4 separate regions of the Sus scrofa genome follow, and all the other regions are linked to region 4. The links are chromatin contacts, called in public HiChIP or PLAC-seq maps. All regions are on one chromosome and are shown on one strand. The core of a region is the stretch at or near the end of the contact, and the rest is flanking DNA. Distances in the headings are between cores, read along the strand shown.

Region 1 (2,700 bases), core at 187-2,686, 210 kb after region 4:
GGTCAAGGCCCTGGTAGCTTTGGTGTCTGGCGAAAGCCCACTTCCGGTTCCTAGATGCTGTCTTCTCCATCTGTCCTCACATAATGGAAGCAGAAAAAGAGTTCTGTAGGGTCTTATAACGGTGCTAATCCCACTTGTGAAGTCCTCACTCTTCTGGCCTAATCATCCCCAGAGGCCCCACCACCTGATACCATCACACTGGGGGTTAGCATTTCAGTATGCGGCTTTGGGGGACACAGAAGCATTCAGTCCGCTGCAGTGACCATCCTCAAGCCAAACGCTGTGATCATGGGGAGGGCGTGTTTGGAGCAGTCACCTAGGTCTGAGATAGTGATTGACTGCCTTGCCAAGGGAGGGGCAGTCTTAACAATGTCTGGGCAGGTATTAATCTCTTAAGGCTGCTGCAACAAATCACACAGCTGGTGGCAAAAAACAGCAGAAATTTATCTCACCGTTCTGAGGAGCAGACATTCTAAATCAAGGTGTCAGCAGGGCCACACGCCCTCGGAAGACGCTAGGGCATGATTCCTCCTCGCCTCCTCCAGCTCCTTTGGCCCCAGGCAGTCCCCAGTGTCCCTTACTTTCTAGCTGCATTGCACCAACCCCTGCCTCCGTCTTCACATGACCGCCCCTAGTACAAGTGTCCGGTCTCTGTCTTCTCCTCGTACAAGGGCACCTGTCCCTGGAGTCAAGGCCCACTCGATTAATCCACAATGATCTCATCTCCAGATCTTTTGCTTAATTACATCTGTAAAGACCCCGTTTCCAAATCAGATCCCATTCACAGAGGCTGGAAGTTAGGACTTGGGCATATCTTTGGGGAGGTGGGGGTGTGTGTATAATTCAACCCATGACAGGGCAGAAAGAAAGGGATAGATAACCATGACATTCTGCCCCTAGACTTCCTACCATCCGCCATGCCCTCTTCCCATATAAACAATTTCCAAAATGCAACCCCCCCACCCCACCCCCGCCCCTGCAACATGGCACAGGCTGCCTGTGTAAAACCAAAGCTGGCAGGTGTGCTTTCTTCTTGATCAGGTCTGGATGTTGCTCTTAATAATCTGTCAACTGACAGCTTAATGATCAATTTAAACGCCCCCAGCATTTAATAATGGAGAGAAAGTAAGATACTTGGAATAAAAACCACCGGCGTTTAGTAAAGGGGAGAAGGGGAAACATCACTCATCCGACATCCCACGGAGGGGGATGGGCAAGGAGCCACTTCGTTATCTCCGGAAAGATGTGAGCTCCTCAATCAGCCAGGGGTGCCTGGGGTTCTGTTTCTAGAAGACGCTCCCTTGTCCATGGCCCTCCATGGGCGGCCTCAGAGAGACCGTGCCTTCCAGAAACTGTAAACTCTAGCAGGCCCCCTATTTGAGGACATGAGGGCTGATGTCTGGGTCTGGCCCCGGCGCTTAAGCAATCTCAGGCTGTGGTTTGCTGGACTGGGATGTGTCTGGCCTCTGACCCTCTTAAACCCTCAGACAATTGCTGGGAAGATAGCTTTCTGATAACTCCATGAGCTGCCTACCAGACCCAGAACCCAGACAAGTCATGCTCTGGAATCTGGACCCTGTCCTCCCCATGTCTAGCTCCTAACCACCGTCTCGGGGCTCTGGCCTCGCCTAGCCTTCATTTAGACTTTGTCCCTTTGGCCTCTGGCCTGGACACACTGGGTTGGAGGTCAGGGGAGGCAGGACTAATCTGGCCGCTTGCCTTCAGGTGCTTTCCCAGTGGACAGCCACCTACAGTGGGGGTAACAGCCACTTCAGTCAGGTAGGGGGTATCCAGCAGGAGCTGCTAGAGAGGGAGCCACCCTCTGCAAGGTCCCTCTCCTGTCTCCCTCTGTGTTTTTCCCTCTCCCAGCCTGTGCTTGCACCAGCTTTAGCCTGGAGCAGGGATTTGTCTGTTGCAATCCTTAAAGATGATTTTCTGGCTCTCAGCTCCGTTGAATTAAGTTGAATTACTGGCCACAGGCAGAAAGAGACTTTGTTTTCCCCTTTCCCTGCTTTTAGAAAGGCCAGCTGAAACTCGAGGTTGTCTTTTATTATGGAATATCACTAAAGGCTGAAGAAATGGTCAACACATCCCAGTAATCAGGTTTTTTGTTTTTTTTTTTTTTTTCTTAAAAAAAAGCCTCTAAAGTTACCTCACTGGGCATGTGGTTTGATTCACCAAATTCAACGGGAGAGTTTTTAGCGACTTTGCTCTTCTGAACAGATATTGCTTACTTCCTGGTCAGGGATGGGGGGGCTCCACACTGTCCTGCTCCCCACCACCACACAACCAACTTTGTATATTGGAGGCTCACAAACCCCACTCCTCATACAAAATTCGATGCTACTTAGGACACTTTTTTTTTTATAATTTTTTTATTTTCCCACTGTACAGCAAGGGGGTCAGGTTATCCTTACATGTATACATTACAATTACATTTTTTCCCCCAACCTTTCTTCTGTTGCAACATGAGTATCTAGACAAAGTTCTCAATGCTATTCAGCAGGATCTCCTTGTAAATCTATTCTAAGTTGTGTCTGATAAGCCCAAGCTCCCGATCCCTCCCACTCCCTCCCCCTCCCATCAGGCAGCCACAAGTCTCTTTTCCAAGTCCATGATTTTCTTTTCTGAGGAGATGTTCATTTGTGCTGGATATTAGATTCCAGTTATAAGTGATATCATATGGTATTTGTCTTTGTC
Region 2 (2,700 bases), core at 137-2,636, 250 kb after region 4:
TATAGAGAAGATAGGCAAATTATTAAAACAAAACAAAACTAGCAGTTTCTCAAATTGGGTCATGACCATTAGTGAGAAATGAAATCATTTCAAGGGTGGGAAGGGGACGTGTGTGACCAGTGCCTTTGGAAAAGGAAATAGAGAAGTGTCATTGTAGGAGTTCCCACTGTGGTTAAGCGGTAATGAGCCTGCCTAGTATCCATGAGGATAAAACCCATGAGGTGGGTTAAAGAATCTGGCTTTGCCATGAGCTGTGGTGTAGGTCAAAGATGTGGCTTGGATTCAGCATTGCTGTGGCTGTGGTGTAGGCTGGCGGCTACAGCTGGATTTGACCCCTGGACTGGGAACTTCCATATGCCACCAGTGCAGCCCTTAAAAGCAAAAAAAAAAAGAAAAAATTGTATTTCTTGTATAGTAATGGTAAGTACCTGTGTGTGTGTGTGTGTGTGTGTGTGTGTGTGTATTTTTTCCTGTGTGTCGTGGTCAGACATTCTGAAAAATACATCTTTATTGTATGTAGGGATGTTTTCCAGATCTTATAATTTTTTTTTTTTTTTTTTTTTTTGCTTTTTAGGGCCGCATCTGTGGCATATGGAGCTTCCCAGGCTGGGAAATTTAATCGGAGCTACAGCTGCCGGCCTATACCAGAGCCACAGCAACACTAGATCTGAGCTGCGTCTGTGACCTACACCACAGCTCACAGCAATGCCAGATCCTTAAGCCACTGAGCAAGGCCAGGGATTGAACCTGCAACCTCATAGTTCCTAGTCAGATTCATTTCTGCTGCGCCACAACAGGAACTCCAGATCTTATGACTCTTAATACAGTGTTTTGCAAACTTTTTTGACAACAATTCTCAGTAATACATTGTGCATTGTGAACTAGAACATGCATACATGTAGCTGAAACAGAAATTTCAAAAAACAATATTTACTCTTGCTATGTGCCATGTACTTGGATCATTCTATTCTATTCTATTTTTCAGAAAATGCTGACCTGGCCTAATAAGTTTGTTTCACAACCCACTAAGTGTCCACTTCAATTTTTTTTTTTTTCTTTTTAGGGCCGCATGCACAGCATATGGAGATTCCCAGGCTAGGGGTCGAATCAGAGCTACAGCTGCTGGCCTACACCAGAGCCACAGCAACGCAGGATCTGAGCTGGGTCTTCGACCTACACCACAGCTCACGGCAACGCCGGATCCTTAACCCACTGAGCAAGGCCAGGGATCGAACCCACAACCTTATGGTAACTAGTCAGATTCGTTTCCACTGAGCCACAACGGGAACTCCCACTTCAAGTTTTAAAACCCTGCGTTAATAGGCCCAGAGGGCACAGCTCTATTGCAGCTCCCAGCAGAACCCAGTGTTTAGAATGACTCTGAGTCACTGAGGAAAGTTCGATTGTGGATCCAATATGCTATTTAAAGCTACAAGAACATGTGTGGTGCCTAATAGAAGTGTTTATATTCTCCAAACAGTTGGCATTCAAACAAAGCTCTGGCAACTCAGGGGGAAACTAGAAAATCCTCTTGGGTGGGACCTCAGGTGCCATGTAACACAGGTGTGACTCTGTTGGCTGAGTGGAGGGAGGTGCGACAGACCCGACCGCGGGGAGAGAGGGTTCCGCTGTCTTTGGGAAGCTGCAGTAACTCTCCAGGGCGCACCTCCCAGGCCGGGATTCCTTCCCACTGCAGCCAGGCGGACTCGCACGGCCTCAAAGTCAACCTATCTCCCCAAGGTATGTAACCAGCACCCCCCACCCCTGCGGGAAAGGTCCAGAAATGGGGTTCTCTTTCCAGAAGAGAGGATGTATCCATCTCAGCTGGAGCTCTTGCTCTAAACTGCCTTTCCATCGCCCCTGAGGTCGGTCTAGAGGGAATTCAGGGTCAAAGTTCCTTCCGCTTCCTGATTCTGCTTCTCAGAAAAAGCAGCTGCTTTTCCCTTGACTGGGATTGGCCTCGGGAACCCATTCTAACACCTACTCAGGGGCCTGCCATCCAAGCATCCGTGGTGGTGCCACCTTCTCGCCCAACCAAAGGACAGGGACAGACATGGAGATCTTGCTTTCTAAAATATGTGTGGAGTTCCCGTCGTGGCGCAGTGGTTAACGAATCCGACTAGGAACTGTGAGGTTGCGGGTTCGGTCCCTGCCCTTGCTTAGTGGGTTAACGATCCGGCGTTGCCATGAGCTGTGGTGTAGGTTGCAGACGCGGCTCGGATCCTGCGTTGCTGTGGCTCTGGCGTAGGCCGGTGGCTACAGCTCCAATTAGACCCCTAGCCTGGGAACCTCCATATGCTGTGGGAGCGGCCCAAACAAATAGCAAAAAGACAATAAATAAATAAATAAATAAAATATGTGTAGGCAGAGCATTCAGAGTTAAGTTTTTTTTTTATTACTGTGATAAAATATGCATAACATAAATCTTACTATTTTAACCATTGTTTTCTTTTCATGACCACACCTGCGGCATATGGAAGTTCCTGGTCTAGGGGTTGAATCAGAGCCTCAGCCAGGGCAACACCAGATCTGACTCTTATCTGCAACCTGCACCGTAGCTTGTGGTAATGCTGGCTCCTTAACTGACTGACTGAGGCCAGGAGTCAAAACTGTATCCTCACAGACACTATGCTAGGTTCTTAACCTGCCAAGCCACAATGGGAATTCCTATTTTAACCATTTTTTAGTGTGCAGTTCAGT
Region 3 (2,700 bases), core at 8-2,507, 160 kb after region 4:
TTTAGATTTAAGAGAATTAGGAGGGCCGTTCGCATCACGGCTCAACAGTAACCAACCTGACTTGTATCCATGAGGATGCAGATTTGATCCTGGCCTCGCTCCGTGGGTTAAGGATCTGGCATTGCCGTGAGCTGTGGAGTAGGTCGCAGACACAGCTCGGATCTGGCGTGGCTGTGGCTATGATGTAGGCCGGCAGCGGCAGCTCCGATTCGACCCCTAGCCTGGGAACTTCCATGTGCTGCAGGTGTGGCCCTAAAAAGACCCCCCCCCAAAAAAAATTAGGAAACTCCTGAAGCTTCCCACCTCATAATCCTCTTTATTTGGCTCTGTCAAAACACTCAGATGGGAGTTCCCGTCGTGGCGCAGTGGTGAACGAATCCGACTAGGAACCTTGAGGTTGCGGGTTCAGTCCCTGCCCTTGCCCAGTGGGTTAAAGATCCAGCGTTGCTGTGAGCTGTGGTGTAGGTTACACACGTGGCTCGGATCTGGCGTGGCTGTGGCTATGATGTAGGCCGGCAGCGGCAGCTCCAATTCGACCCCTAGCCTGGGAACCTCCATATGCCGCAGGAGCGGCCCAAGAAATAACAAAAAGACAAAAAAAAAAAAAAAAAAAAAAAGAAAAACACTCAGATGTATACGCAGATAAGAAAACCTTTCCAGAAGACAAAACTGACATTATCAGCATCTTGATTCTGTTCTTGACCCTGTAGTAACCTTCATACCCGACAGAGATCCAGTAAAGGGACGGAGACCAGCAGAATTAGGGAGTGTGAAATTCATGCTCGCAGAGGGCAGCCACCCCCACCAGATGGTCACTCTTCTCGAAAAGGATGCTGGGAAGCTGCACACACACCTGAGTTCACAACCAGGAAGAAAATTGGGGGGGGGGGACAGTAGCATTTAGACAGTTTTCTCCCTCTGCATTCTGGTGTCCCAACCAGAACCTCCAAAGCTGAGAAATGTAGCAGAGAAGGAACATTAGACTGAATCAAAGGATCTGGTCTTAGGTCTGGCCGGGCAGACCTGTGCCAACCAGCACATCGCTGGGAGAGACTGCAGAGGCCTGCACATCACAAATATATACAGTTAAAGATCGTAAAGACATTTTTACTCCTTTTCTTCTCACACACACACTCCCCCAAATCTTCCGGAAGCCACGAAAAACAAAACAAAGCAAAAAACACAGAAAAGGCCCCACTTTTGATGAAACAAGGAAACTCTCGAAACCTCAAACCACAAACCGTGAAATATTTCTGCCAAATACTGTAAAATCTGTACTGAAATTGGTGAAGTGCTGAGAGCCAACGTACACTGCCTCCAGCCTTGAGCCAGAAACTTATTTTCTTAGATGTTGCTGTCATTGTCCTGAAGGACCAAGTCATTCGATCCTTGGGTTGGCGTGGGGTTTCCCAAAGGCGATGGGGACCTTGTGTTACTGGGGCAAGAGGAGATACGTTTAGGTGGAATGTGAACAGTCATTTAATTATATTAAATAGCGTAAGGAAGAAGTGATTCATTTAGAGTTTGCACTCATTTGTGATTACATCAAGAAGAAAGTCTTGGTTTGGTGCCAATGGTCTTTAACTTCTTTCTAATTTGTACTAATCTCTCTTTCTAACCAGGAAAATATAGACCTCAGATCACTGTATCTACCTGGAACTTACTATCTGTTGTGTTGTCATGGCATTTATTTTAATATTTACCTCCTATTTACGGCAAGTAATATTGGCTTTTCATTTATGGGGGTGATATGCCCTCATTTTAAATAAGTAAACATTAGGAACTGATTCAAAGAAGAGTATTGGTTATAATAGAGGTGATATGCAGATGAGGCAAAAATTGCTGAAGTGGTACCCAAATGACTGAAAGTTGCATTTGACTAACAAGATCCAAGGATCCCAGAGGAGAAACAGGGAATGTTCTTACTGGAAACAAACAAACAAACAAACAGGATAATAGCAGAGAAGGTTGACATTAAGAGAAGTCAGGCTTATGTTTATTTGATGTTTGTTTGTTTATTTGTTTATTTCTGTTATATGTGAACTGACCTCCAAGCCAAAGGAATCTCCTGGAGATGAGAGGATGGAGGGGATGGAGAGGGAAATTGCTGGATTATTGCTCAGAGAGCCTAGACTGAGAGGCCCCTGCTGAGGGTCTCAGGAACCTCTTAAGCACCTGAACCTGAGACTCTAAGAGACATTCTTTCCTGGAGAGGAAATTAACAGATTTGAAAATACATCGAAGTAAAGCTATCAAGTGCCTCCGTGCACTTCTTCCTCTCTTCATATGCTATTCCTTACTACAAAGTTCCCCATCTTATTGGAGTTATTGCCAAATTATAAATTTGTTTTAGAAATCTCAAAGAGGAGGTTCAGGGGTATAAATAAGGAATGACACAGCAACAAAAGAGGCAGAGCTCCAGAAAGGGAAAGAATGGAAAGCCACTTTAGAATCAATCCAAAATAGAATGAACATAAATAAAAACACAATGACACACTATGAAAAGAACCAAAGAAATGTTTAAAATTATTCATAAATTTGAGAGCTACAGAAAATAAACAGTGAGATCCAATATATGAATAACTGGCATTCCTGAAGAAGTACCCAGGGTAAATGGAGCAATGAAAGAAACTTTACTGAAAAGAAAGCTTGAGTCAGCAGATAGAAAGCACACACTGTGTGTCTGGGTAAAATCAGTAC
Region 4 (2,700 bases), core at 56-2,555:
CACCGTGTTCTAAGACAACCACTGATGGACACCCAAGCTCAAATTTCATATAATTTTCACGTCACCAAATTTTGTCTGTCTTTTGACTTTTTTCAACCACTTAAGAATGTAAAGGAGTTCCTGGTGTGGCTCAGTGGGTTAAGCACCCATGAGGATGAGGGTTCGATCCCTCGCCTCGCTCAGTGGGTTAAGGATCCGGTGTTGCCACGAGCTGTGATGTAGGTCACTGACATGGCTTGGATCCCGCATTGCTGTGGCTGAGGCCATGGCTGGAAGCTGCAGCTCCAATTTGACCCCTAGCCTGGGCTGTGCCCTGGTGCAGTTGTTAAAAAGACCAAAAAAAAAAAAAAAAAAGAGAGAATGTAAAAACCATTCTTAGCTCCTAGGCAGCAGAATGGATCTGGCCTGTGGGCCCTAGTTTGCAGACCCCAACTTAAAGTACACAACTAGAGCTCTATTTAACCCATTATTTTGATAACACTTAAACCTGAATTTACAACATTATACTTATAACAGTACAATGAGTTGCATTACTAAAGAATATATATATGTCTGTATATATTTATATATATATATTTTCTCTTTTTTGGCTGCCCCAGGCCAGGGATCACATCTAACCCACAGTTGCAACCTATGCCACTAGCTGTGGCAACACCCAGATCCTTTAATACCTACTGTGCTGGGCTGGTGATTGAACCTGTGTCCTGGTTCCACAGAGATGCTCTGGACCCCAGTGCACCATAGTGGGAACTCCAATATTTTATTTCTTTCTTTTTTTCTTTTTTTTGGGGGGGCCACACCTGCAGCATTTGGAAGTTCCCAGGATAGGGGTTGAATCTGAGCTGCAGTGGCCAGGCTGCACCATAGCCACAGCAACATAGAATCTGCAGCTTGCAGCAATGCCATATCCCTAACCTGCTGAGCAAGGCCAGGGATGGAACCCACATCCTCATGGATACTAGTCTCATTCTTAACCCGCTGAGCCACAACAGGAACTCCAAAGCATATTTTATTGACAGATAATGAAGAACCAAATAAATATCGTTTGGCAGATACTTTGCAAATCTCTAAGGCAGAGAAAGTGAGACAGAAACAACCCTGGCGGAGATGATGAAAGAGCTGCAAACAAAACCTCTGCGTCCTGATGGGAGGGAACACCCAGCTACCCTGGTTTATGCAGCCCCGGGCACGGACAAGGCTCCTTCTGGAGGGGAGGCAGAAGACCTGAGGGGACACCTTCCTGCGTGGCAGAAACATACTCCCTGAAAGAGGAAGCTCGACGCAGAGGGAGTAGGAGCTAGTAGGAGGGGCCCAAGTAGGAAGTACACAGGCTACGTCCATGAAATAAAAATAAGAAACAGACTTGCAGGAAAGCCAAAGAGCAGTCATTCAAGCCCATAATGCTGACAATGTAATGCCTGCTCACAATGGCACCAAGGCACGAGGAATGTGGAAGTGATTTCAAACGAACAGTTAAGAGAACCCAAAAGGTTCACTCTAGATCAAACTACCTTCAAACACCTAAAGCGACGTCTGGGAGAAACAAAAGAATTCCTCTGGTCTTTAGAGGACGGGACCAGGATTGATGTGCAGAGGGGGCTGATTTCAGGTTTGTTTTTTTTTGGGGGGGACATTCTGTCTAGCTAAAGTTAAAAAATGGGAGTACTTCCTTGAAAATACCTTACACACAATGCTCTCTGTTCACTGATGGTACTTGGACAGAAAGGAGGTGACCGTCAGAGACAAGGATGATGGTCACCCAGGAGAAAGCCGTCATCCCATTCTACATTCTTATTACATTTTAATTTTTTTTTTTTTTAGGGCCACACCCGCGGCATAGGGAAGTTCCCAGGCTAGGGATCAAACTGGAGCTTCAACTGCCAGCCTACACCACAGCCACAGCAACATCAGATCCGAGCCATATCTGTGACCTACACCACAGCTCACGGCAATGCCAGATTCTTAACCCAGTGAGTGAGGCCAGGGATCGAACCTGCATCCTCATGGATACTAGCTGGGTTCATAACCTGCTGAGCCACAATGAGAACTCTATATTTTGAAATTTTTTTTTTGTTGTTGTTGTTGTTGTTGTTGCTATTTCTTGGGCCGCTCCCGCGGCATATGGAGGTTCCCAGGCTAGGGGTCTAATCGGAGCTGTAGCCACTGGCCTACGCCAGAGCCACAGCAACTCGGGATCCGAGCCGCATCTGCAACCTACACCACAGCTCACGGCAACGCCGGATCGTTAACCCACTGAGCAAGGGCAGGGACCGAACCCGCAACCTCATGGTTCCTAGTCGGATTCGTTAACCACTGCGCCACGACGGGAACTCCTATATTTTGAATTTTGATAACCAGAAAAACACATATGTCCCAGTTTTAGGCTACCTGTGGGCAACAGGCAATCAGATGACGTGGATAATCTATTATTTTGAAGCATCTCAAAGAAAAACTATAGAAAGTATACAGAGTTCGGGGAAGATCACAATAATTAAGGAACGCAAGAATTCAATTATCAGAAAGAGTGCTGGGTAATTAAGACATTTGGGGACAAGATAATGATACACTTATCTGAATGGTGCATATTTTATAAAGAAGAGACTATGGAAGATCTTACATCAGAAAAGACAATCAGAATGATTATCTTGAAAGGAAAAAGTAAAGTAGGACAACTCAGCTATGACACTGTTTGTAATTTTC

Evidence for each region. HiChIP or PLAC-seq counts read pairs in DNA pulled down with a chosen protein or histone mark.
Region 1: a contact with region 4 is called in an H3K27ac HiChIP or PLAC-seq map of alveolar macrophages. The contact joins two enhancer-like sites. A contact is called at or near these places in 2 of 47 Hi-C or Micro-C datasets (heart right ventricle and skeletal muscle) and 2 of 2 datasets of contacts at active chromatin or transcription factors (alveolar macrophages and skeletal muscle).
Region 2: an H3K27ac HiChIP or PLAC-seq map of alveolar macrophages shows a contact between it and region 4. The contact joins two enhancer-like sites. A contact is called at or near these places in 1 of 5 promoter capture datasets (liver), 14 of 47 Hi-C or Micro-C datasets (alveolar macrophages, embryonic fibroblasts, epiblast stem cells and 9 more) and 2 of 2 datasets of contacts at active chromatin or transcription factors (alveolar macrophages and skeletal muscle).
Region 3: a contact with region 4 is called in an H3K27ac HiChIP or PLAC-seq map of alveolar macrophages. The contact joins two enhancer-like sites. A contact is called at or near these places in 1 of 5 promoter capture datasets (liver), 1 of 47 Hi-C or Micro-C datasets (skeletal muscle) and 2 of 2 datasets of contacts at active chromatin or transcription factors (alveolar macrophages and skeletal muscle).

What each region holds. Positions count from the first base shown.
Region 1 is chr7:112,809,080-112,811,779 of Sscrofa11.1, forward strand. All of the region lies in intron 2 of C7H14orf159 (UPF0317 protein C14orf159 homolog, mitochondrial), which reads left to right. Among named protein-coding and RNA genes, the nearest start is that of C7H14orf159, 57 kb to the left of the region's middle. Within about 2 kb of position 1,437, at least 16 of the 83 cell types and tissues checked have an H3K27ac peak or open chromatin away from gene starts, as enhancers often do. A contact at or near this core is called in alveolar macrophages, where this site is marked.
Region 2 is chr7:112,853,280-112,855,979 of Sscrofa11.1, forward strand. All of the region lies in intron 16 of C7H14orf159 (UPF0317 protein C14orf159 homolog, mitochondrial), which reads left to right. Among named protein-coding and RNA genes, the nearest start is that of GPR68, 50 kb to the right of the region's middle. Within about 2 kb of position 1,387, at least 1 of the 83 cell types and tissues checked has an H3K27ac peak or open chromatin away from gene starts, as enhancers often do. A contact at or near this core is called in alveolar macrophages, where this site is marked.
Region 3 is chr7:112,759,509-112,762,208 of Sscrofa11.1, forward strand. The region is part of intron 2 of C7H14orf159 (UPF0317 protein C14orf159 homolog, mitochondrial); the gene reads left to right. Among named protein-coding and RNA genes, the nearest start is that of C7H14orf159, 7.1 kb to the left of the region's middle. Within about 2 kb of position 1,258, at least 10 of the 83 cell types and tissues checked have an H3K27ac peak or open chromatin away from gene starts, as enhancers often do. A contact at or near this core is called in alveolar macrophages, where this site is marked.
Region 4 is chr7:112,603,491-112,606,190 of Sscrofa11.1, forward strand. All of the region lies in intron 7 of RPS6KA5 (ribosomal protein S6 kinase alpha-5), which reads right to left. Among named protein-coding and RNA genes, the nearest start is that of TTC7B, 86 kb to the left of the region's middle. Within about 2 kb of position 1,306, at least 5 of the 83 cell types and tissues checked have an H3K27ac peak or open chromatin away from gene starts, as enhancers often do. A contact at or near this core is called in alveolar macrophages, where this site is marked.